7 separate regions of the Mus musculus genome follow, and all the other regions are linked to region 3. A link is a contact called in public HiCAR-type, Micro-C and promoter capture Hi-C data. All regions are on one chromosome and are shown on one strand. Each heading gives the region's core, a stretch centred on a gene start, on an enhancer-like site or on the middle of the called end of the contact. The rest is flanking DNA. Distances are from core to core; before and after follow the strand shown.

Evidence for each region. Promoter capture Hi-C pulls out the DNA fragments that hold promoters and counts their contacts. Hi-C and Micro-C count contacts between places; a contact is called where the count stands out from the background. HiCAR-type assays count read pairs that join an accessible place to other places. Capture Hi-C pulls out chosen DNA fragments and counts their contacts.
Region 1: a promoter capture Hi-C map of pre-B cells shows a contact between it and region 3, with 6 times the contacts expected there. The contact joins the promoter of Nmt2 here to the promoter of Sephs1 in region 3. A contact is called at or near these places in 5 of 39 promoter capture datasets (the C10 cell line, the HPC-7 cell line, cranial neural crest and 2 more), 2 of 115 datasets of contacts at active chromatin or transcription factors (large pre-B cells and pro-B cells) and 2 of 9 other capture datasets (adipose tissue and liver).
Region 2: a promoter capture Hi-C map of liver shows a contact between it and region 3, with 4 times the contacts expected there. The contact joins the promoter of Proser2 here to the promoter of Sephs1 in region 3.
Region 4: a contact with region 3 is called in a HiCAR-type map of astrocytes, with 5 times the contacts expected there. The contact joins the promoter of Hspa14 here to the promoter of Sephs1 in region 3. A contact is called at or near these places in 9 of 39 promoter capture datasets (the 3T3-L1 cell line, HPC-7-derived erythroid cells, embryonic stem cells and 5 more), 1 of 484 Hi-C or Micro-C datasets (embryonic stem cells), 8 of 115 datasets of contacts at active chromatin or transcription factors (astrocytes, double positive thymocytes, embryonic hindbrain and 4 more) and 4 of 9 other capture datasets (adipose tissue, embryonic stem cells, liver and 1 more).
Region 5: a promoter capture Hi-C map of liver shows a contact between it and region 3, with 7 times the contacts expected there. The contact joins the enhancer-like site here to the promoter of Sephs1 in region 3. A contact is called at or near these places in 4 of 39 promoter capture datasets (cranial neural crest, hippocampal neurons and liver) and 3 of 9 other capture datasets (adipose tissue, embryonic stem cells and liver).
Region 6: a Micro-C map of embryonic stem cells shows a contact between it and region 3, with 8 times the contacts expected there. The contact joins the promoter of Suv39h2 here to the promoter of Sephs1 in region 3. A contact is called at or near these places in 2 of 39 promoter capture datasets (embryonic stem cells and liver), 1 of 484 Hi-C or Micro-C datasets (embryonic stem cells), 1 of 115 datasets of contacts at active chromatin or transcription factors (large pre-B cells) and 2 of 9 other capture datasets (adipose tissue and embryonic stem cells).
Region 7: a contact with region 3 is called in a HiCAR-type map of astrocytes, with 3 times the contacts expected there. The contact joins the promoter of Fam171a1 here to the promoter of Sephs1 in region 3. A contact is called at or near these places in 2 of 39 promoter capture datasets (hippocampal neurons and pre-B cells) and 1 of 115 datasets of contacts at active chromatin or transcription factors (astrocytes).

The regions. Positions count from the first base shown.
Region 1 is chr2:3,282,819-3,286,565 of GRCm38.p6, forward strand. Nmt2 (N-myristoyltransferase 2) reads left to right here and starts at 1,394. Exons shown (of 14, transcript NM_008708.2): 1 at 1,394-1,588. The coding sequence starts at 1,479.
Region 2 is chr2:6,128,441-6,131,772 of GRCm38.p6, forward strand. Proser2 (proline and serine rich 2) reads right to left here and starts at 1,745. Exons shown (of 4, transcript NM_144883.4): 1 at 1,602-1,745.
Region 3 is chr2:4,879,745-4,883,070 of GRCm38.p6, forward strand. Sephs1 (selenophosphate synthetase 1) reads left to right here and starts at 1,820. Exons shown (of 9, transcript NM_175400.6): 1 at 1,820-2,116.
Region 4 is chr2:3,510,581-3,514,226 of GRCm38.p6, forward strand. Hspa14 (heat shock protein 14) reads right to left here and starts at 2,234. Exons shown (of 14, transcript NM_015765.2): 1 at 2,054-2,234; 2 at 594-674; 3 at 435-517. The coding sequence starts at 2,110. It overlaps Cdnf (cerebral dopamine neurotrophic factor), which reads left to right and starts at 2,485. Exons shown (of 4, transcript NM_177647.4): 1 at 2,485-2,661. The coding sequence starts at 2,547.
Region 5 is chr2:3,693,570-3,697,419 of GRCm38.p6, forward strand. No RefSeq gene overlaps it. Among named protein-coding and RNA genes, the nearest start is that of Fam107b, 18 kb to the right of the region's middle. Within about 2 kb of position 2,247, at least 4 of the 459 cell types and tissues checked have an H3K27ac peak or open chromatin away from gene starts, as enhancers often do. A contact at or near this core is called in liver, where this site is marked.
Region 6 is chr2:3,473,624-3,476,942 of GRCm38.p6, forward strand. It overlaps Suv39h2 (suppressor of variegation 3-9 2), which reads right to left and starts at 1,363. Exons shown (of 6, transcript NM_022724.4): 1 at 1,080-1,363. The coding sequence starts at 1,323. It also overlaps a transcript of Dclre1c not described here.
Region 7 is chr2:3,116,716-3,120,439 of GRCm38.p6, forward strand. It overlaps Fam171a1 (family with sequence similarity 171, member A1), which reads left to right and starts at 1,667. Exons shown (of 8, transcript NM_001081161.2): 1 at 1,667-1,937. The coding sequence starts at 1,841.

The DNA of each region.
Region 1 (3,747 bases), core at 144-2,643, 1.6 Mb before region 3:
TCTTTGAAAAATCCCTGTCTCTGGAATGCAACCGAGTGCCTGCTGTGGGAAGTATTTAACAGCAATATGGATTTCACCTTTGCCTTATCTGGTACACCCAGGAGATTCTCTTTCCTCTATCCCCCAGTCCTTTATTTTCCCTGAGAGGAGTCTGTTGTTGCTCAAGATGTCCTTGAACTCTGTATGCAGTGGATGCTGGCCTCAAAGAACTCCTCATTTTGACCTCCGGGACTTTTTACATCCAGGACTGCTGGGATAACAGGCATGGGCCACCATGCTTGGCTTTCTTCCTCTCCTGTTTCCTGATGGAGGACGATTTCAACACTGCCCATACAGGTTTCCTTGGTGGTCTAGGTCATGACCTTCACTTAGGAGAGAGCCGACAGACTTGCCTAAAACGACCCAATCCCCCTAATCTGGGTGTCTTCATGTTTCACAAAATGTTCATTCTGTTCTCAGCCGAACCCATCTAGACAAAAACATGCAAGCAAAAGAAAAAAACCAACCAAACAAACAAAAACCCCAGTCAACCAAACAAAAACCAACTCCAGTCATTTTCTGTTGAGGACTCTGAGGCTGCTTGCAGCGGGGAGGTGGGGAGGGCGGAGCTTTGGCTCGATAAGCATTAGATACTAAAATGTGAAATGGAAAATTTTGAAGAACATGTGGAAGAGGAGGCAGGGAGAGCTTTAGGGAATCGCAGGCCTGAGTGAAAAAAAAAATCCCTGCAGAAGTCGAGAGCGCTGAGGCACACAGACATATAGAATCTGTAGGCAGTGGTCGCAAAGGCTGCCGCGCAGCCCTGCAATCCAGCCTGCAGTGACCAGGTCTAGCCTTGGAGCCACAAACGCATCCTCATTCAGGCCACGCCCCAAGCCCAAAAGCCTCGGCCTCCGGCTCCCGCTCCGGCTCCACCATTCCCCCACCGCCCCACCTCACAGCTTTAGACTGAGGAAGGGCCGGCCTCGTGCTTTCGCCCTTCTGCTGGCTGAGGTGGGCGGGGCCGTGCCCGCTGAGGAGGCCCGAGCGGGCGAGCGAGGTGGGCGGGGCAGTGCTGGCGGAGTGGAGCCGAAGCGGAAGGCGAGGTGGGCGGAGCCTCGCTAGCCCAGGCGGAAACGGGACCACGAGAGGAGCCGGTCTTCACCCGCTAAAATAGGCGGAAGTGGGAAGGCGAGGTAGGCGGGGCCTCGACTGCCTAAGTGGGAGAACTGATGAAGTGGGCGGGTGTAGGCACGCAATGTGGGCGGGGCCCGCCCTGACTGAGGCGGGCGGGACTGCATAGACAGGCGGGAGCCTCAAGGGAGTGGGCGGGGCCGGGCCGGCTGTGATGGGCGTGACCGGGGGGTGGGCGGGGCCGCAGACTCGAGACTCGGTGCCCGAGGGTGGGCGGCACTAGAGGGAGCTGCGGCCGCGCCCGCCCTGTCGCGCCTTGCTTGCTGCTCGGAGCGCCGCCTCCCCAGCCGTTCGGAGCCGCCGCGATGGCGGAGGACAGCGAGTCTGCGGCCAGCCAGCAGAGCCTAGAGCTGGACGACCAGGACACGTGCGGAATAGACGGAGACAATGAGGAGGAGACCGAACACGCCAAAGGGTAGGAGGTGGCGCGCGGGCGCGACAGGGCGGGGACCGCGCGCACCTCAGGGCTCCCGCGCCCGCTCGTGGCGTGCGGGAGCCCCTAGACCGGAGGCTCCGTTTGGCGGTGTCCTCATCCCGAGACCATTGTGAGGTGCAGGTCTCCCAGCTCTCGGGGAGCACGCAGTGGTGGGCGAGGGCTGAGGTGGGCGGGGAGACTGCGACTCGGGCCCGGGAACCCGCGACGCGACAGTCACCTGCCGCGCGCCCCCGCTGGCTTGGCCTCACCCTACCACGGCGAGTGGTTCGGGTGGGAACTTAGCAAGGACGCAAGGCCCTTCCCTTTGCGGTGGCGGCGTCTTGGACCGGCGAGGCGAGGGAGATGCAAGTCGTTCCACTTGTGCCTTGGCATCCTTCTAGTTCTTTCGCGCCCCCCCCCCCCAGCCGCCACTAACCCCCTGTAGAGAGGAAACCCGCAGAGCCGGCGGTGGGGGTGGGATAGGGATGCGCCTCTGGCGGTCTCGGCTGCTGGCGACGAACTGCGCAAAGTTCTGCCTCCCAGGCCGGGAAAGGGGCGCCGAGACCGGGAGAGGGGGAGGGAGACAGGTCTCAGCCGACGCCTGAGGGCGTTCAGCTTTGCGGCCTCTGAGCGTGCCCTCAGAGCTTTCTAGAGCAGAGCTGACGGGTGAACGGAGTTCCCGCGGCCCCGACCTTGCCCCTCCTGCAAAACTGGTGTCTGATCTCCAAAGCCAAATGCACCAAGTACTTTAACATTTGATCGGTTTCTCAATCTATGCTGCCCTCTTTTCTCCCCTACAGACTTGATTTTTTTTTCTTCGAGAAAAGACTGCTTCTGGTTAAGGCTGGTATTGAAGTTCTGTTTTAGAGGCGGGGTTTGGAGGATCATTTTAAATAAAGACCGGTGTCCCTTTGTAGGTGCTGTTTGCCTCAGCCTTTTACCCTGTTGGATTCAAACTATGCGCTGGCACAGACTGTTACTGCTGCCCCTTAGAAGTGAGATTCTGCGAACCATGGTGACTGGAGAAGTGGGTCAGCCTAAAAACACGATAGGGAAGCCTGAGTCACAGATGGCTTATTTATTCAGTTCATGGAGAGTCTTTAAAGTATTTGTATTTTATTTCAACGTTTACTTTAAGCTTTAAGAAAGGAGGCTGTATTGATCTTGAATACGTTATCAGATATTAAATGACAAATGTCAAAAAAGAAAAGCTGACTACATATATCTCCCTTTGGCATGTTGCTTTTTAAGGTTTTCAGCGAACAGTTCAGTGGCAGCTGCAAGTACTGAATGTTATCATTCAAGTCTAGATTTTTTTTAAGCCCAGAGAGGCAATTCTTCAGAAATCTTAGCCTGAGTTCTGTTTATGAGTAATAGAAATTTGCCTGTGATAGCTAAATATGAGTGTATTTTTGAAACACTAGCCGTCTTGCCAGAAGTGGGTCCATATGCACGCCAGTGGATAGATAACTCAAGGAACTTCAGCACCCGTAGGTTATCTTTCTGGGGAGACCCTGGACTTATCTCTCTTCAAGTTATATTGTTCTGTGTGATTGGTATGCTAGGGTGGGGGTTTAAATCAAGCTTCCTTCCTTACAAAGTCCAGGATACCCTTGGTACAAAGACATACTCTTCTCTGCAACCACTGATCTGGAATTGTTTGATGCCTTGCTATAGGTAGGCTGTTTGAAGTTCCCATAAGAGCATCCACAGGCATTTTGGGCCCAGTTAAGAGGTTTCCAGATTTATTACACATCAGCACATTAATTATATATTAGGATGCTTAATCAAAATTTAGAGCTGCCCAGTAGATTGGGCTGTTTTAACCAAGAGTAGGCAACATGATAACTTATAGTTTAAAAAATTAATATAATGGAGTAATTGTTATATATTAAAGTATAGAGAGATTAGCAAAACCGAAGTAACTGTTCTGCTCTGTTGAACTGCTTTCCTCTTTTGATTTCAATTTAGACAGTACAATTTAAGGAAGTCGTTCTGTTTTATTTGGCTCATGAATTGATAGTGCTCCATAGAAACCCAAGTTTTCTTTAAGTAGCTAAAGTTTATCAGTGTTAAAATATAGAAAACTTTTCCTTCCTTACTTGGCCTCTTCATTCTCCACTAGTTTAAATAAACAACAAATAAAGAGCCTCTGGAGA
Region 2 (3,332 bases), core at 495-2,994, 1.2 Mb after region 3:
CCTCTATCAGTTACCTGAGCTGATCTTCAGATCAACATAAGGTGCCAACTGTAGGCTCCTGAGGTGTCTCAGAACCTTGGAGCCGAGGCCAGGTGTCTCATCAGCCACTGGCGAAGGCAGGATTACCAGATCTGGTTTAATCAGTTTGGACCATATGGCTCTTATCTAGAAATTCTGCATGTGCATTCGCAAGTCAGGGCTCAGAACACTGAAGCTGGTGAAAGAGACCACAAATGTAAGGATGAAGGAACTGAGGGCCACACCACGCCTGCATTAAAACAGGCCAATCCCTCTTCAACGAAGTGCCACGGGGCTCTTCAGTTTCAAAAAACACAGCCCATCTTTATAACTGCCACTTATTCTAATTTCAAATTTCTGTTTTCTGTGAGAGGAGAAAAATGCTTTTAAATTATCAGGATCCAAAATTTTCCAGTGAGAAGCTCACTGGAGTCACTGTTAAAAGGAACCAGTCACCGAGAAAAAGGCTATTACTGGTCTGGGCAAGAAAATACAGAAGATTCCATACATACGCTGTCAAGCCTGGCAAGAAAGATCGTAGCCCGACTTCCACCCTTCCCACCCAGCCCCAAGTAAATAGGGCATTTGTTTGTATTTCCACATTGGCCGCACCATTGGCCGCACCAACGAAAGTACCTCCTCCACCTAGGAAAACAATCTGGAACATTCAGGCATGGAATATGAGGGCAAAGTTTTAGTACACACTGGAGCACCTCACAGAAAATTATTTTTCCTAAGAGTCTGTCCTTCAAGCACTTCCCAGAGTTTACACTTAATACCTGGTTTGGTATTTCTAGATCGTTCTAGGACAAAGCTTCTTGTTGTTATCTATTAAAACTGGAGCCAGAGGGAATCTTCCCACAGCGGGACTCGAAAGTTTTACTCTTTAGGGGGACACACACACACAAACCCCTCTTCATTGTCTCCTTTGCACCAAATAGGTTCAGGCAGAGTTGTCCTGTGGTTAGGTGCCTAGAGGGGGTTAGTTACTTAAATTTAGAATCCGTAAAACAAAAGTTGAGAAACTTTCCGTCTCAGGGAAACGCTGCAGTTTATTTGACTGCCTTTTGTTAAGCCCTGTCTCATTAGCCACATATTCGGTCTTTCTAACCCTACCGTCCCAGGTCTCCCGGCAGACCCACACAAACATCCCCGCGCGATTCAGTTACCTGCGGGGAACCGGCGGGGGCATGGAAAACCTGCCGAAGGATTCGCTCAGGATACTGGTTTAACAGGTGGCTCTGGCCATCTCCGGGTTTCAGCCTCGCAAAGGACACGGTCCTCACGCGCAGTCCGCTCCAGGAAAGGTAAGGGACCAAAGACTCAACTCAGACAACACGCCACGAGCCACTCTCGCTCTCGGGAAAACCCCTAGGTGAAAAGCCACACGTCGCGATCCCCGAAGCCCCAGGATGGAGGCCAACCGGTGGCACTGACCTCGGCGACGACAGAGCCCCAGCTGCGCGCAAAGGGCTTCCCCAGTTACCAAGACCCGGACCGGGAGCCCTGGATGATCCCGACAGCTGCTGCCGCTCCCGGTGTCCCGCGCTTGGCCTGGCCTCGCTCAGTAGGGCGGAACTCACCGAGCCAAGTCCCCTCCGCGGGTCGCAGGTGTCCACGCCGACTGAGACCCTCGGGGCTCACGCCGTCCTCCGGCCAGCAAGTCGTGCACGCACGCACGCCGATCGTCCCGGGCTGCCTGGAGCGCGCTCCCCAGGGCGTCCAGCACCTCCCCGCCGCGCGCTCTCGGCGGCCGTGCGCGCTCCGCCGCCCAGCGCTCTGCACCTCTGCCGCGCGTTCCTGGCGGCCGGACTCCAGTCGGCCAGAGGTAGTCTGCGCGTCCCCGCGATACTTAAAGGGCCAGCGCCCAAAGCCCTTGGCTGTGCCTGTCAGGCCTTCTCGGTCTACTTGTGAGACTGAATTGAGCATGAGCAATCGTAATACCAATGTGCTTTTGAAGTCCTGAATAAGAAGGGACTTCTCCAGCAACTCCACCACTAACTTTGAGAGTTTCGTTGTTGTTGTTGTTGTTGTTTTAAAGTAGAATTTCATTATGTAGGATGGCTTCAAGTTCATGATCCTCCTGCCTCAGCCTCCTGACTTCTGAGATTACAGGCATCCAACAACAATATCCTGAAGAGATTATTTTCATTTAATAATAATGACTGTTATTTATGAAATACGTATACTTTCAAACAAGACACATAACATACATTATTTTGTTTAATTCATTTAGACAATGTTTGTGGGGTCGTGGGGTTAAGTCTTTCTTTGTTTTTGTTTTTTTGAAAAGGGATCTCATTATGTAGCCTTGGCTGGCCTGGAGCTCACTATGTAGACTAGGCTGGCCTCCAATTCAGAGAGAGCCAATGCAGGCTGAGATTAAAGGCGTGTGCCACCACGCCAAGCTCTATTCATGTTTAATGAACTTGTAAGCATTGTCCATATGTGAGTTACTTATGTGATGTTCCCATATGTGTGCACACTGAACAGGGTTTTTAGCAGAGTAAACATGGCCAGCTCCTTAAATATTTATCATTTGCTTGTCATGAAAAATGTCAAAATCCTTCTTGCTTTTTTTTGAGGATTTTGTTTCTTTTGGTTCATTCATTCATTCATTCATCCACTCATCCATTCCTTCATTCGTGTGTGTGTGTGTGTGAGAGAGAGAGAGAGAGAGAGAGAGAGAGAGAGATGCTTCAAAAAGTGAAGGTCAGCCGACAGCCTTCAGGAGCTGGTCCTCTCTTGCCCTCACGAGGGTCAGAGTTCAGGGCTCAGGGCAAGTGCCTCAATCCAATGAGCCATTTTCTTGGCCAGCCAGGTCCTTTGACTTCTTATGGTTATTTTACAGAGAGGGATTTTTGAGGTCGACGAGGCTGAAGAAAGGCCCCGGTTTTGATCCTGTTGATTGTTGGGATATCTTTACCACCGGGGGGAACATTTCTGAGTAGCTAATAGTAATAGCTCATTGTTGTGGCAGCCTTTCCCAACCGGGCAGAAGCTAATGTTCTCAGCGAGAAAGCCAGGGCCATGGATTTTATTCACTGTAATGCTTGGTGTGGCTCGAATGACAACCTGTACCCCCTAAATGTTTGCATTTTCCCCATTTAATGGAAAGCGAAGGAAGTGGCTGGCCACACAAATGACTGGGTTACAGGCAGCTGACAGGGCTGAGCCCAATTCCTCAGTCCTGAGATCATACCTTGGTCTTCCCCAGGAAGAAGAAGTACCTGATTAAAGGGAAGAAAACTTTTTCTCTAATAACACACTGGCCTCGCCTAACTCCCTGCATCTTTAATTAATGTTTACAAAGC
Region 3 (3,326 bases), core at 570-3,069:
AGCAGTTCCAGTATCAGAAGTGTCAATCACTGGTCATTCAGTCCCCAAAATTAAAACTGGGGGACCTGGCCGGGCAGTGGTGGTGCACGCCTTTAATCCCAGCACTCGGGAGGCAGAGGCAGGCGGATTTCTGAGTTCGAGGCCTGCCTGGTCTACAGAGTGAGTTCCAGGACAGCCAGGGCTACACAGAGAAACCCTGTCTCTAAAAACCAAACAACAACAACAACAACAACAACAAAAAAAAAAAAAAAAAAAAAAAAACCCTGGGGGATCTGATACTTACCCCTCTCTTCAGTGCACATTAAATCACACCAAACCCTTCCCTTCTGCTGCTCCCCAATGCTTCCAGTTCAAGTACACATGCAGGCTTAGTACAGCTTCATTAAAACAATAACCCCTAACCCAGGGTATTATTCCTCCATCACCACTGAGAAAGAGCATCCTTCAACATTAACAAAGAGCTAAGTCTCCTTGGAGGGACACACAAATCTAGACATGGGGTCCTGCTGTGTCATCCACTTTTTTTTTTTCTCATTGTGAAATCTTTTGAAAAAAAAAATCACTTTTTTTTTTAACTAAGTGAGGAACAAAAAAAAGTTACATTGTTTAAAATGCAAAATCAAATTTAAAAGGCAGAACCGGACAAATGTAACTGTATAACCCTTTCCCTCTGGCTTTGGAGTCCTGGTGTGGTATCTGGTGAGGCTGTGTTTGTGTCTTCTGACCATTCAGAAGAAACTCCACGTTCATCAACGATAAATCGATGTCCGAAGTCTGATGCTAAGGAGCCCAGGTGCTACTGTATTCTCCCAAATGTATTGTGGAGAAAAGACACAAAGGCAGGAGATGCCTGTGTCCATCTCGCCACACTTTGCACCCTAGATCCCACTCCTAAGAAACAGGCAAATGGCAATTTCAGGAATGAAAAGGACATCTGCGGGGTGTACGAACCTAAAGACAGCCAAAAGATACAACAGTTCTGCTTCTAAATAATCGGGAAAATGCGAACCTATTCCTAACCAAGTTTGCTCTGCTCAGCTTTCCAGAGAAGTCCTTCGAAGGGACACGCTCTGCACCAGCAATGCAGTACGAAGTCGGAAATCTGAAGTTACTTCAAGTGAAACCGCATTACCAATGTCAATTCAAGCACACAGGATTAGTCTGCCATGTTTACTTGGACATGAGAAGAACAAATGGTATAACCCGGACAACATAAACTCTCCCTCCCCAAAATGCAGATCAAAGATTCAAGAAACTTCACAGAGCATTTGCATATTTCACTGGGACTCCAAAGAAATGCGGAGCTACGCTCAAACAATAGAATGAAGAAAAGATGGGAGTCACTGAGAATGGAGCGCGGGGTTAAGTTGGGTTTTCAAATGTCTCACTGGGGGCGACCTTGGCTCCTACACTCTGCACATTGTTCCCATGGGCACAGTCTCACTGCAGCAGAGATTCGGGAGCAGGTATTGCATCCCGTGGGTGATGCGGGGATCGCACCCAGCCAGGTTGTGCAAAAAACAAAAACACTCTGTTCCCTTCTCGCGGGACAGAGATGCGAAAGTAGGTGGCCCCCATCACTCAAGGTTGCTGCCAGTGCTGCTCGCAACTTTTGAAATCAATCTACCCCCCCCCCTTTTTTTTCCTTTCTTTTTTCTTTTGCATCATGCAACGGATGCCACCGTTCCTGGGGTTTGCAACCCCCCACCCCCTCCCCCGAGACCAATCATTGCCGCGCTCGGGCCTCTGCACAGCGCCCCCGCCCCCTTCCCGGGCCGCACGCAGCCACCACCGCCGCTGCCACCGCCACCAGCAACCCGGAGGCGCTCCGGCCACCGGCCCGCCGCCTTAAAGGGAGGTGGCCGCTCTTAAAGGGACCCTCACGCGCCCGGCCGGCGGGAGCGCGGCGGCCCGGTTCCCGGAGGGCCGCGCCCAGCCTAGGCCGAGCTCCACGCGGCGTCCGAGCGCCCGGCGGTGCCGCCGCCACCGGGAGCAGCATTTTTTTTTTTTTTTTTTTTAAATTCAGGCGACGCTTAAGGGAGCCCAGCGCGCCCGGTGCATTGTGGGAGCGCCGCGGCCCGTTTTCGGGAGGAGGCGGAGGGCGCAAAGCGAGCCGGTAAGCGGCGGGCCTGGCGAGGGGGGGCGAGGCAGCAGGCTTAAAGGGGAATAGCGGGCCGCAGGCCCGGCGCGGCCGTTGCAAATCCCCCTCCGGGCCGCCCGGGACCGCCGGGGAGCCGTGCACCGGGGCCCTTCGCGCGCCCTGCCTGGAGAGGGGGCCGAGCCCAGGCTTTGGTGGGGCCGCTTTAAAAAAGAAGCGCCGCCCGCGCCGCTGCCTCCTCCGCCGTCGCCGCCGCGGCACGCGGGGCCGGGGTTGGGAGGGAGGAGCGGAGGGGGAGGGCGGCGGCGGCCACGCAGGGGTTAATCTTTTCGCCCGCCGACATTTTTGTGTGGCGGCGCGGACGGCGAGCCCGCGCGCGCGCGCGCTCTGCCTTAGCCGCCCAGTGTCCTGGCGCCGAGCCGCGGGCCTCCCCGCCCCCACTCGGCCCTCGGGTCCCTCCGGTCCCCGCCGGCGACGGTCTCCGCGGCAGCGGCGACGCGGGGCCTGCGGTGCAGCATGGCCCTGCCGGTGGCCTGCCCGCGGCAGCCGCGCGGCGCGGTACAAAGAACGCGGCCCGCGCCCGCCGTGCCTTTAAAGGCGGCAGCCTGAGACTTAAGGTGTCCCCTGAGTGGCATCCTCCGCGCCCGGCCCCATGGAGGGCGCGGGGTCCCGGCGCGCACGCCGCGGCGCCCGGGCCTGTGAGCACGCGCGGGGCCTGGGGGCTGGCGGGGAGGTAGGTGTGCTGCCCCACCGCACCCCGCTGCCCGAGCCCGCCTCCCGCGGGAGCGAAGGGGTTAAACGCGGGCTTTAAATATTCATGTCATTGTTTTAAAGGTGTAAACATGTGGCTTCCAGGTCGGACGCACTCCCTCTACCCAAAGCACACCCCAAATTCCATCCTTTTCAAATAGCTGGAGTTTCCTTTGAGGCCAAACCGTGTGACTTAGGTCTCCTTGCACTTGGGAGTTTTTTAACTGCTGAGTTTTCTTGATGTAAGGCGTTTTTAAACTTTCCTAACCAGAAAGTGTAGGGAAAATAAGGTAAAAGAAAGGTGCTCTTCGGAGTCTCTCTCCTGCCTTTTGGTTGAGGCCGTGAGGATTGGAGGTAGGAAAATAGATTCTTTATAAAGGGAAGTCTTCCCGTTTTGTACCAGGTAGAGGTGAGGCAGGCATTTTTTGCAAAATGAATGTGATTTTCCAAACCTTTCTTCGAAGGTGAATTTTAATTC
Region 4 (3,646 bases), core at 984-3,483, 1.4 Mb before region 3:
TTACATTTGTGAGTCAACTGGAAAAGTTAGTTCCCAGAAAGTGTCACAAAGGGCCAAGGAGGAAAATCAATAGTAGCTGAAGAAATTATGACCAGTGATAAGAGATTTTACAAAACTCAACCACCATGCAGAGAAATCATCCAATTCCAACAAAATAATTCTAGTTCACTCAGTTCAAGGAGATACAAGAATGCAAAAGGCCAAAGAACCACTTGTGACTGGCATAAATGACTAGAAGTGAGTGCTGGCATTCACTAATACTATGAGACCTGTCAGCAAGAAGCAAACTTCTGAACAACCCCCCTGGGGCTCTCCCTAAAGTAACCGCCATTAAACAGTCTGGAGTGTCTCTCGTTTCCTTAGCATTCTGCCCAGAATGTGCAAGCATGGTTTGAATGTTTGGCTACCATACCTTAAAGTACTTTATGCCATACCTTCTGCCAAGGATCTGTTTCACTTTCACTACTGTGCTTGAAACATGTCTTATTCTACTTTGTTTTGCTGCCAGTCCAACCACCTGAAAAAGAACTGCACATTAACAACAAGACTCTGCATTATTTTCAAGAACCACCGATGAGAGTACTCGACCGTACCTGTTCACGTTCCGAGTAAGCAACAATGGCTGGTGTGACTCTATCCCCTGCATCATTTGCAACCACATCGGCCCGGCCATCCTAAGGAAAGATGTGAGAGGGTTAGTTCTCTCACACTGGAATGCACAATCTCATTGAATATACCTGCAGATTGTAATGGAATTTTAGAAATGCCATTGTATCTGGCATTCACTCAGGTGCCTGAGTGACACCCATTCAGGCCTTAAAGTCATCTTCTGTAAATAATCAGTGATGGGACTTATGGGGTTGCTCTTCCTTTGGGAATTTCAAACTGAGGAATTGCATAACCTCAGTAGCAAGACATTCTTGGCAAACCAGGAATTTTTGCAATGGTTGATAATTGCTTAGGCAATGGGTCCTTCAGACAACGAGATCAGAGAAGACATTCTGGTATTCAGTAATTGACTTGCCAAAAGGCCTTTTTTTCGTAACAATCAATAAAAGCACAAGGCTACCCGAGTTCAGTCCTCAGACTACTCCACCTTGCAAAACCTTACTAGGTTGGCAGTGTCTCTCTTTCTTAGATTGTCCCTCATAAACTGGTCTTTTAACTGCCACTATTTGTTTCTTATAGTTTAATAAAAGGCTTCTTCTAGCCCATGCATTTTCCCGTTTAGATCTGTGCAGTAAGCTGGATCAAATGTATACAACATTCTATACCTAGCAAGCATGATTACACGACTCTCCCACAAATACAGCTTTTCCACCTGCTTCCCTACAAACGAAGTAGCTACTCCCCTGGGACTTTCCTGATAAATCGAATGAGACTTAAAACCGAAGATAGCATCGGTTAAATTCCTTAACATTGTTCCTTCTCCATCGATATTGAGGAGGAAAAAGCTATAGTTCCTTGTTAAGTTCTCAGTTCTAGAATCAAGTGTGTACAGCAAGAGTCAGTTCTTAACTAGGAACCCTTCTCTCGAGGGCAGTTACACAGTGCTCTGGTTGCTCAGAAATTCAAATACCTCCCACCTCCGGGAACCCCGAACCAGTGACGTCACCGTGACCTCTTAGGGACTCTGCGGTCAGTTGTCACTAGGACTTCTCTAGCATCCAGGGGGTCCTGACATCCAGGTTTGTTCTAGGCGTCTTTACAAGAACGATGTCCCCCGCCCCGAGGACTCCAGGCATCCTGGAGCCCTGACGTCTTTTGAACTCTTCTGGGCATCCTATGGCCCGGTCTCCTAAGTGCACCCTGCATGCTTGAGGCCTTTTCGTCCCTAAAACTCCTCAAACAGCCAAGACGTCCAGGATACCCTGGAGTATCCAAGATCCGGCTCTCTGTATCCACCCTCCACACAGCGTGCTTGGCCTTGGAGGGAGAGCCGAGAACCCGCAACATTGCCACTTGCTTGCACGCACGGTTCCCGGGCCGATGACCCGGAGCCCAGAAAACAGGGTGGCCGCCACGGAACCCGGAGACAGCTTCCCAGGCTCACCTTGTAGACAGCCACACAGGCTGATGTGCAGCCCAGGTGCACGCCGATCGCCGCCATAAGGCGGCGGAGACCACGGCAGCTCAACGAAGGACCCTTCAGCAGCTTCAGCTAGCTTCCTCGGAACAAGCCCATCAGGCACTGCGGAGACTTCACGTTCCCGCCCGCCTACTGCGTCCGGTCTGCTGCGCCGGCCTCCCAAGTCGCAGCCAATCAACATAAGGATGCCGCCTTTCATCAGAACGGTTAGCCAATAGTTTTAGCGCATCACTCCGCGCTCCTTGGGAGCCCGGCGTAAACGCCGGTCTGCTCAAGCTCAAGCCGGAAAGGCCCGGAAGAGGGTCATTAGCTCCTCCCTCTCCTGAGCGCCGTTCATCAGAGCCAATGGGAACGCCTGGTGAGATTGCGTCACTTGTTTCCTGCCTCTTTCCGGCTTCACGAGGCAGCCCCCACTACAGTAAGGAAGGTGTGGGTAGTTCCGGGTCCCAGGCTCAGCATGCGGTGCATCAGTCCAACTGCTCTGGTGACCTTTTGCGCCGGGTTTTGTATCTCGAACCCTGTGCTGGCGCAGGGCCTGGAGGCCGGTGTGGGGCCGAGGGCTGACTGTGAAGGTGAGCGGTGTGTGACCTGCTTGCATGGCGGCGACACCGCGCTCAGCCTAGCAATTGCCTAAGCAGCTTCTCCCGGCCCAAGCTGTAAATAACATTTCACCCTTCTGCTTTTGCTGTCATTATTAAGGTGGCGCAGAAAAAGGAGTGAAATAGGATTCGTATTAGATTTTGTGCAAATGGTCTCCGCTGCCAACTTGATTTTGTTGCTCCTAACCGAGGAGACTTGCTTCTCTGCTCAGAAGACATGTTTTGAGGTTCAAACTAATTGCCATTCCTAGGAGGTAAATAAAACATGGCAATACGTTAGGGTTGCTGAAATCAAAGACAAGGGTACGGCTGACTAGGACTTTATAGACAAGCTGCTTTACAAAGGAGCACATTAATTCCTAGAGAACGATAAAATAGACGCCTGTTTTCTTCTGTGGACTTGGCGATCATACCTTCAATTCCACCATCCCACCTGGTTTTGAGGGTGTTATAGTACCTAGGTTTTGTAAAAACAAAACAAAACAAAAAAACAGTGTATTTTGTAGAGGACTGTTAACAAGAGCCAAGATGAACAGTTTTGATAGTCCCTTTGGGACCACTGTAGCACTTCTTGTTTTATTGAAGTGATGTAAACATATATCTTCTCATCTTGAGAGCAGATGTACTGAACAGAAAATGGAGACAAGATTCATGTGGAATGGGCAGTTGAGTCTTATTGTAAGTAAATAGTATTAATAGTAGTTGGAGTCCAGCTTTCTATCAGCAATTATCAAACCTTCCTCTAGAAATTTAAAATAAGTTTAGATGTTATTTAAAATTTCTGTAGCTAAAGATACTGGTTTAACAGTTATAATTTCAGTTAAAGATCTCATCTTGGGCAAGCAGGATTTTATTATAGAACTTCAAACTATTTTGAAATCATTATAGATTGATGTATGAAACTACTTTAATAAACAAAAAAGGGCTGGAGAGATGGCTCAGTGGTTAAGAGCACTGA
Region 5 (3,850 bases), core at 997-3,496, 1.2 Mb before region 3:
CTCTGGGAGAGAGGTCGAGCTAAAGGTTTTTCTGGTTACTGGCTCAAGGATATGCTGATTTGGGAGAAAGTTTTGTCTTTGCATTTTTTAGAAAAGGTGATTATACACCTTCCAGAATGATATGGATCAAATGTGACAGAGGAAGACCACCTGAAAATAGATTCAGGTGAATCAAACAAACAAAATAATATTCTTTGTGTCATCCCTTACACAGCACGATTGAAGACTTATGATTGGAGCAAAATTTCATCCTAACTAGTCTGAACACTTTACACAGACTAATTCAATCCATACAGATATCTTGATGATACTAAAATTTTGTTTTGAGATTTGTATATTATAGAATATACAGCCTTGGTGAGTCTCATTGTCAGACATGCTGAACTGACCTGCTTTGAACTCCCGATCTCTTGGACTTTCAGCCAGATCCAATCAGGACACAAGCATCAGAGACTAAAACAATCGCTGGTGTGGCCTTCTTAAGGCCAACCAACTCCCCTATTTTTTCTACTCTTCTCCCCCCCCTCGAAGATATCTCAGCGCCTATATTCAGCTTGAGGAAGTTATGAAGAGTTGTTGTTCCAGTTCCCTGGACTTGGGAGTCTAGAGGTAGTTATTCTAGTTGTCTTTCTGGGGAATTTTGAAATGGCCATAATTGAAACAGGGAGGAAATAGCTAGAATTGATTGTGTAGCCATATTCCTATTTGGTAAAAATCTTTACAATAGTTACTAAGTTGAAGTCATAATTTCTTATTTTGGTACAGAATTTATTTTGATACAGAGTCAAGGTTCTCATTGGTATAAATTTCTTCTTTTGATATAAAAAATTTTAAAAGTACAAGGTTTGGACCCAGTCTTTCTGTAAATGCCATTACAAACTGATCTGAGATGTTTAAGCCTGTGAGTTAAGGGCCAGGTAACAAATTAATGGCTCTGAGTTTATTGTTAAGGTGTTTTCAGATAATTTAATTAGAAATAGTTGAGAGTAGTTAACAGACAACTGTCCAGATGACTTTACATAGCTTTTTTACTTTACATAGGTTTTCATACTTTACATAGGTTTTCAAAAATGTCAGAAATCCACACAATGTGACATTTAATGTTATTTATTCTTTTGTTGTTGAGACATATCTGCTCTTAGCAGCTCCCCTTTTGTGGATTCAAAGAAGAAATTGAGTGTCTCTACCTCCAGTTGAGGTAGTACAGTGGCTAGGTGGCCACTGGGCAGAAATTGCCTATTCATCTATAGACTAAATACCATCCAGAAAAAGGACACACTATGCGGAATAGTCGACTCATAATCTCTGCCAAGTCAGGGTAATCAGTCCTTCAAAATTCTGCAGTACAAAGGTCTGTCAGATGATCCTGGGCCAGAAGGCTAAAGACTGATGCTCCAACTTCCTGACATATAGGAGCTGTATAGGTAGGCAGCTGTCTCTACAACTTGTCTCAGTTCTGGAAGATGTGCTAGGCTTCCTATATTTTCAGATAATATTGGTCATTCTCAGATTTCTGATGGGATTGAAGACTAATTATAGTCTCATAACCAACCCAGGCTATTTAGCATTGAGAGAATATATTTAAGAAGATAGTTTTCAGATAGTATACAAGCTAAACCAGGTGATAACATATAGATTTATAAGTCTTTTAAGTTAAGATAGATGACAGGGTTCTATTTAATTGATAAAAATTTTGGACTGGGTGTTAGGTCTCTTTTGTGCTTTATAAATTGCAAAATGTTAATAGCTGTGCTCAATTTATATCTGAGATAAGAGTCTTTTAATTGGACAGAAAGGGGGAAGTCTTGTGGGTAGCCCTGGTGCTGTTTGTATTTTGATGCTAATTCACCTTCCCCAAGAGGGGCTGTGTGGGACTAGGAGTGAATCACATATTCAGAACTTCCTGTGACCCTTCTAATAAACAAAGAAACCAATCACTGGGTGAGTAGGTGGGACCTCCAGGTCAGAAAGATGGATGGAGAGGGAGAAGAGGAGAATGAGCCCGAGAATGTGAGATGAAAAAAAAATGTAGATAGCAGAGACCCTGTTTCAGGTGGTGGATCCATTTGTATCCACTACTGGTGAATTTAACTTAGAATGGCTCATAAATTTGGATGTTAGTTGTTGTGCTCAGTGATTGAGTTACCATTGATTCTGAAAAAAAAAAAAAATCTAGCAAATAGAGCTGGGCATTTGGAGGCAGAGGCAGGCAGTTTTCTGATCCCAGGCCAGCTTGGTTGACATAATGAGCTCCACCTAGGACAGTCAGAGCTACATCATGAGAATTTGTCTCAAACAAGCAAACAATCACCAGATACTTGGACAATCAAACTTGTACAACTAGAGAGTATGAATAACAAAGGAACGTGGGCAACAAAAACAACTTCTGAATGACAGAAGTAGACAATCCACATGGCCTAATTTCAAGGCATTTAATACAGCAAGGCAAAGAGTGCTGTGATATCATGGGAGGACAGCTCACCAGACACAAGGAACAGAACAGAGAGGCCTGGAAGCTGACCCAAGCACACCCACACTTGCACAATCGACTGATGTGTGATAAGCATCATTCAGAACAAAGTAATCAATGTGCCAGGCACTTTAAATAAATGAAGCCATGTCAACAGAGTGACTATACAACGAAAGAAAGGAACAGCAAAAGGGGGCCACCGTGTTGAGCACCATACGAACATGTAAAAATATTCAAACACTGGGAGAAAACACAAGAGGAAGTATTTGGAATATTGATTTGGGCCAATTTGTTTTCATAGAGGATCCAAAAACAGTAACAACAACAACAACAAAAAAGGACTCACGCCACTTCATACTTTAAAAGGGTTTATTTTTTATCAAAAGGAACTAAGAAAATAGTTTTTGAAAAGTTGCAGATAAGCAGAAAATACTTTTCAAACACTCATAGAGTGTCTTTTGGTGCTCACACCTGTAATCTTAGCACTTGGGAGGCTGAGACAGGAGGATGATCCTGAGTAAAGCTGTCTCAAGTAAGTAAGTAAGTAAGTAAGTAAGTAAGTAAGTAAGTAAGTAAGAAAGAATCAATAAAGCCGTCAAGGGAGTAAAAACATAGAAACCAACAAGCAAAGACCCTTTAACAATCTTAACAAACAAGGTGTAGTTACATAAGCCTGAATCCCAGCACTGTGCTGACTGAGGCAGGAGGATTGAGAGGCCAGTCTAGGCAACATAGTGAGATCCTGTCTCAAAAGAAAAAGAAAAGGGAGAAAAGAAAAGGAGGAGAAGAGGAAACAAACAAAAACACCTCTTACAACTCATTTAGAAAACACACAACCAAAAATAGTGGTTAAAAGAATTTCTCAGACTCTTCACTGTGGATTGGTTTAGAGACAGCAAGTGAGTTCACAAAAAATATGTTCAGTATCATAATACTGAAAATCAAAAGTACCATATACCTCCAAGAATTGCAAAACTCAAAAACACTGATAATGTAGAAATCTATAATCTGGATCCTTTACGCCCTTCTGGTGGGAATCTATACATGCTGAAAAGCAGCTGGGTGGTTTTTGTCAAGCAAAACATACTACACACTATTACCATACATACTAACAAATATTAGGAAAGTCAGCAGCCTCCAAAACCTACAACTATCCTTTCCACTCTCTTGTGACTTCTGTTACAAACTTGTAAGTCTTGCCATTCCTTGTCTTGTAGAAGATCATTCCAGTTCCTGTTATATGACATATTCTCTTTATGGAGTAGGCTCTGTGCTTTTCTTCCTCTAGGAAAATATCTCAGTACCTACTGTGTAGGTCTGATGACCCTAGTTTGATCCTCAGCCTGTACATGAAATGGTATGAATGGTATGGTGGTACAC
Region 6 (3,319 bases), core at 113-2,612, 1.4 Mb before region 3:
TGGGCAAAAACCTTTTTAAGGTAAGTTTCCAGGAAGGGACAGCGTAACCGCTCAAATTTTCCCCGCAGTCCTTCCTCATCCTTCCCAGTAAGGACTTCATTGTCAGAAACCAGTGAGGATAGCTTCCGAACTCCAGTGACTGCAAACAACTCATATTTCTGGCACCTGCAAAAAGACTTTCCTTCAAATTTGCCAGAATACATTTATTTGCTTAGGTGTGGCGGTTTGGAGACAAGAAAGCTGTAAAAAACGTCTCATAAATCGCTTCTAAAAATCTTAAGGCTGTTTTGTCTTAATGCTAATCTCCTTATGCTAATCATCTGCAAAGGAGAGTCCTCTTGTTTATGTAACCAAGTTGTTTGCTGTTTTATTTATCTTTTCAATTTTTACCCCTAGCTGAGAATCTGAAAACACAACACTATAATGGAGGGTGGTGTTGAATCGGAGGATCAACGTACATATATTCGTATGAAAACGTCATAACGAAGCGTTACGTGTAATTACAATGCACCGCCCCTCGCAACAGAAATGCTACATTTTGGGGGCATCTCGAAATGTTAAAAAGAAAAATTGCCAACACTTGGTTTACAAAATCCCACAGCCAAAAATGATGAGAGGAAAACGCCTCATTGTCTAGATTATAACATCCCGTTTATAAAAACCATTCCACCATCCCATCCCCACCACGCTTCAAGGAGGCAAGAGCTACCTACGGGAATAATAGTGTCACCATCTGGGTGGAGCGGAGGAAAGAGCTGGAGAACAACCTTTTCATTCCAGAAGGCTTTGCACAACCCAGACTTTCAAAGGGCGCGCGACTCGAGCGCACGCACGCGCACTGCGTGCCCCGGCTTCAGCATCCACAGAAATAACCTGCAAGTTCCAGCCGGGCCCCCCAAAGTTTCCCGGAGCTCAGGGCTGCGTGTGCAGGCGCTTCACGGCGAGGCCAGACCCGCTCGAACGCAGGCACCAGGGGATTCCCTTTCTCCAGCACCGCACCTCAGCCCCGCCACCACCCCCAACCCCCGGCTCGGAGGTGGCGACCGCTACCGCCGCAGCGCGTGTGCTTTCCTGCTCACCCTTGAATAAGGCACCTCGTGCACACTCGTCGCCAAAGACCGCGGCCCGCGGAGCTCCGGACCACGCTCGCTGGGAGCCGGCGCGCCTCTCGCCCGCAGACGGCCGCGAGCGTCGCGCCGTCAGGGTCTCCGCGCGGCGGCGTCTCGCCGTTCGCCTGGCCTTGGGCCTCGGGGGCGGACCTGGAGCCCGGTGACACCGCGCTCCTGCCTCACTGCCCCGTGCCTTGGCCCTGGCCGCCGCCATCTTGCGGAGCTTTCATTCAAACTGGCGCGGTCAGCCCGAAGAACTCAGCTGGCCACACGCCCCGCCCCGGCCCGCCAGGGACTCCGGAGCGGGGAGGCTGAGAGGAGCGAGGCGTTCTGACGTCAGCGGAGACCGACCCCTGCGGTGGTAGCTACCGCGCCTGCGCCGCACGGTGGGGGCGGGAAGGGGCGGGGCCTTCCGTGGAAACTGGCCCTGCCCGTCGCTGGCTTGTTACTCGCTTTGACTTCGGAGGTCGCTTGCCATGATTCTTCATGCGGTCCCCTGAGTCGCTTCACAAAGACCTGACGTGCCCGCCACAAAACGCAAAATAGGCTGTGCGGGGTTAGTGTGCGCAGGTAGCTCCTTTCCCACTCTTGTTCCTCAGCACTTCAACCCAACGAAGCCCCACTACTTTTCCTTTCACTCCACACCACCAGGACTCAGGATCTTAAAATTTGACTGCATGTTGGGTTCACCTGGAGAGGTGCTGTCTGTTTAAACCACTCAAAGAGATTCTGATGAGTTGATGTGGCCATGTAGCAGCTGGACTCAAAGGAAAAGCCTGACAATTGTGAGAATCCAACCAACCCCGCCAAGAACCCTCTTAGTTAAGGCAAACGTAAAAGGTACACTTAGGACAAGGACTTACTAACATTAACAGACTTAAGCTGAGGGCAGGTTTTAGCCATATATGCTTGGGGAGAGTCAGGTCGTTCTCGGTTTTACCACTGTAAATCTGAAAACTTGTAAGAGGAACCATTATACACAAAAGACCATCGGCAATTCTGTAAGCCAGTCATGTCAATGCTATTCACAAGCACATACTGCCTGTCTTCTCTTCAGCCAAAACAGCCTAGCTGCCTTGACCTCTCCATTGCTCCCCTTCCAGCCACTTCCCACCCAGCTAAGGAGACTTTAAAACAGAAAATGAAACAAGCCTCAGACTTGCTTTGTCTGAGAAGCATGTTCAAGTCCTGACCCTTTTGCTTCCACTTTGGTGAGCTGGAATTACAGGTGCTAGCCAAAGCTCCCTTCTCCCCCAATAAACACTTTAAACTGGAAATCACGGTCTAGATCAAAGAACTGACTGACTCCCCTTCATGTGCTGCTCCCTCTCACGTGACTAGATTTAACTCAAATGTTACTTCTTCAGAGGCCACTCAGGCATTCTGTCTGGCTTTGTTCTCTAGCTCTTCTTTAAAAGCTTTTGTCAAAAAACGGTCAGGGTAGAGTCTTACAAATATTTTTGGTCTTGCTAAGTTTTATTTTAAAAATTGGCAAAGGATGCTGGAAGCAGAGGATAGCTTGGTGGAATAGCAGTTGTCTGATAGATCCAAGGCTCTGTGTTTTTTTGTTTGTTTTTTAGACAGGGTTTCTCTGTGTAGCCCTGGCTGTCCTGGAACTCACTTTGTAGACCAGGGCTGGCCTCGAACTCAGAAATCCACCTGCCTCTGCCTTCCGAGTGCTGGGATTAAAGGTATGTGCCACCACTGCCTGGCTCCCTTGTTTTTCTTAATTCTAGGGCATAGAGTAGAGCCAGCCACTCCAACCTTCCTCAGTGTCTACTCTCTATTCTCAGAGTGTAGAAGAGTAGGCCCGAAGCCTCTCAGGAAACCCATGAACACAGAACCCCAGTCTTCCCTGTGTAACAACTTTGTCTCCTGGTGACATGGTTAGCAGCTCTGCAAGTGTTCTGTGATCTTTACACACTAACCTGCACAAAACACACCTCTCAGAACATGTCCTCCTCGCTGAATGGCACCAAGCACTTTCTCCCGGATTCCAGGAATGCCCTGTCATTTGATCTCTGTGGTTTTTCTCATGGATGTACTGTAATTTTCCAGAACTCATACAACATGTATCATATCCTAACAGAGGAAAGTATATATTAAAACATAGCTATCTCCTGGTCAAGCAAGATGTTAAGAGGCTTGAAAAGAATACACAATACCAAACACTTCCTGCTAGAGCTTCTGTTTCAAAAGTTTTTATAAAG
Region 7 (3,724 bases), core at 417-2,916, 1.8 Mb before region 3:
TTTGTTTTCTGGCTGCAGTGACATTTGTCACATGTAAATTATGGGGAAAGGAGTTCACAGTTCCAGGTTATAGTTCATGATAGCAGGGTCACCACAATGGCAGGAAATCGAAGGTTTTCAATCATATCACACCCATAAATCAGGGACAGAGAGCAGTGGATGGCACGCATGCTAGAGCTCAGCTCACTTTCTCTGCTCTTTCACAGTTCAGACACTAGGGAATGGTGCCACCCACAGTGGGCAGATCTTGCTACCTCAACTAACACAATTAAAATAGTCTCCTACAGGCATGGTCATAAGCCAGTGGTTCTCAACCTTTCTAATGTTGTGACCCCTTAATACAGTTCCTCAGGTTGTGGTGACCCCTAACCATAACAATATTTTCATTGCTACTTCATAATTGTCATTTTGCTAATTATGAATCATAATGTAGAATCTCCAATGGTCTTGAGTGTTCCCTGTGAAAGGTTTGTTCAATCCTCAAAGGGGTCATGCATGACCCACAAGTTGATACCCTCTGCCATGGGTCAACCTAGTCTACTCTCCCCTCACTCCACCCCAACCCTTGATCCTTCCTTTCCAGGTGATTCTAGATTCAAGTTGGCTAATCAAACTAGCCACCCCAACCACAGCCCAGCTGTGTGCTTGGGATCAGGTTCCTTAGCTTTCTCTAGCTTCCATGTTCTCCTATGAAAATAGAATGTCTCTTTCTTTGTTGTGCTTAGACAGGGTCTCACTGTGTCTCAGCCTAACCTTGGATGTGAGAGCCTCTTGAGTACTGGAATCACAAGCATATAACACTATGCCAAACCATGTAGGTTGTGACAAAGTTTCTCTCAGATACTAGGCTTCCCATCTCCTGGGTCTACCTGTCCACTTCTTGTAAAATAGCAAGCCTGCTTGTCCATCCTGGATATCTAAACACGTTAGATATCTGGCCAGAGTGGCCGTGCTTCACTCCTGACCTGCCTTCAGTAAGAATCTTCCTAGGTAACTTTAGCTAGAGCCCTATCCCCAGTGCTTCATCTTGGTAATTTTCAACATAGGACACGCGCGCACGCACACACACTCACAGCTCCTTCGTTATAAATGGTTGTTTGTCTCTGCTGAGTCCCAAGTTGAGCAAAATCTATCTCCCCTGCTATAAAATTCCATTGTTAACCGTCCCCATTGCAATGCTCCTGCATAGTCTTTGCTGTTGTGTTTTAACATGCCATTGGATTTTTTTTCTTTAATAAATAGAGGTGGGGATGGGGAGAAATCACCCAGGGCCTCTTATCACTGAAAACCTCCTTACCCTTCCCTTCCAATGCTATACAAGGAGGTGGTGTTGGGCCTCCTGCAGCCAGCCTTAGGTATTGTTACACTTGACCTATAAGTCTGGCTGTCAAATCTACCCTGGGGGAAGTCAGAGGATAGTGGCTTGGACAGCTTCAGGATGAGAGGTCACACCCTAGACTCAAATGCTTCCTGCGGACCCTTAGGTAACCCAGCGTGACGTCGAAGGCCTCCTCTCTGCAGGAATAGCCAGGGGTTTGGAGGCGCCTGGGACTCCCGCAGAGCGGCGGCCGCCAGGTGGCACCACGGACCCAGGGCCCGTGCGCTCCCGCGGGCGTGGGGCGGGGCAGGAAGGGGTTAAGGCGCCGGCGGAGCGGCCGCGGCGGTCTGGGGAAGCCGGGCGCGGGGCTCGGAGGAGGGAGCGGCCGGCTGCGGGGCCCCGGCCAATCGGGCGGCTGGCCGGGCGCGCGGAGCCACAGCGCCATGGAGGGAGGCGCGGCGCCCGGCCGCCCGTGACCGAGCGTGGCGAGCCCGAGAGGCCCGCGGCGCCCGTGGCGCGGAGATGAGCAAGTCCGCTGCGCTGCTGCTCTGCCTGCTCGGCTGCCACGTTTGGAAGGCAGTCACCAAGACGCTGCAGGAGCCCGGCGCGGGAGCCCAAGGTCGGTGGGCGGTGGCGGGGCTGGAGGGGGACGCTTTTGTGTCGCGCCCGGGCCTGGCGCGGCCGCGGTGGCGGCTGGACCCCGGCCGCATTGTGGCGGAGGCCCAAGCAGCACGACCTGCATCGCGGTCCTGCAGTCCCCCACGTCGCGATACCCGGGGGGGCGGCTCCGCCCGGGGAACACGCTGGGCCCGCGGCGCATATGCTCCCCGGGGATCTGGGTGGCACCAGCTGCTCTGCCACCCAGGAGGCAGCCGCTGGTGACTCTTCGGCTTATATCCAAGGTGCTTTCTTTTATGCATGATTCGGACACACGGCTCCATTGCCCCCCCCCCCCCAACTCCCCCGCCGCGGGAGGGATAGACCTGGGTGGCTGGTTCTCCCCCACTCCCCCCCCCCCCCTTCCCTCTTTGGGATCCCTGGAGCTCTGGTCCTGGAGTTCCAGCGCAAGGGCTGTGCCCGGCCCTTTTGTTGTGGCGGGGAGGGGGCGGCCGCCGCCCCAGGGTGCCCCTTGCGCCCTGGCGACCCCAGGTCTGCCGCCGCAGTTTAGGAAAGTTTTGGTATCTTCTCTCCCGACCCCCTTATTCTACGTGATTCTCAGACCTTTAGGGATTTGTTGAGCAGCCACAGGGATCATCTTGAGAAGAGAGAAAACTGGAACTAGGAAACCCTAATCACTTAAAACCATTTCCATGTCTGTCTGTCGCCAGCTCCTGCCTTTTGTTTAATCTTTGGCCTCTTATAAATCTGCTTCCCATCTGTACAAGAATGGCCACCAAGAATGGCCACACGCTTTTTTTTTTTTTTTTTTTTTTTTATCTGAATCTATTTGAGAACAATCCTGGAGCTTTCTTGACATGATTTTGTCAAGACAAAGTCTAGTGCTTCTCTGTTGCCTTTTTCTGAGGAGCGACTAAAGCCAACCGATGAGCATGTGTTAATTCAGCCAGGGCATCTCCTGCCCAGGGTAAACTTGGTTAGGGAGGGGCCTTCACTGGTCTTATGTGAGCTCCTGCAGGCACTCAGACCCTTGGCAAGATTCTTGACAGAAAGGTGTGCCCTGCTAAGTTAGCCCTACACACATGAAGGAGTGCCCCATCCCAGTATCCTATCACAGGGCCCAGCCTCATCCTTCTTCCCACCCTTTGAAACTTGGGACCAGGGGAGCCTTGACTTCCACCCAATATCTTCTTGGTGTCTGTTGACAGTCTGAGTTCAGTTAATGCTATTGGAGGTTTTTGTGCTCAATGCTTGCTGAATCGCTGGTTGGCATCTTTTAAATACACTGCTGCACCCATAGTTGACAGTAAAATATGACCATTAGGAATTGGGTGTGAATTTGGTAATGTATACTATGGAAGGGAGGTATTAACAGGGTACCAGAAGACCCATAAGTCACAGTAGGAGGGGGATACTTATGACATTAGGTCATCAGTATTGAATGATAGCCTCTTTCATTTATACCCTACTGCTTTTTGAATCAGCTTTTTAAATGAATACTTGTGCCTCAACGAGGACATTATTTTCAAAGGGCAGGTTGGGGTTTTTGTTTTGTTTTGTTTTGTTTTTGCACTTGAAATAGCAATACATGGAAATAATGAATTCGTTCATGTATAAAATATGAAAATACGAAAATACATGGTTTCAATTGAAAAAAATCATGGAAGAAAAAAAACTACTGTCTTCAGGTCTAAGACTATGTTTTATTAAGGTCTTACTGTTAAACCCCCTGACAGGGAATTTCCCAGGAAATGAGAGAGTAATGACCAACCTATGAGACTATTTGTG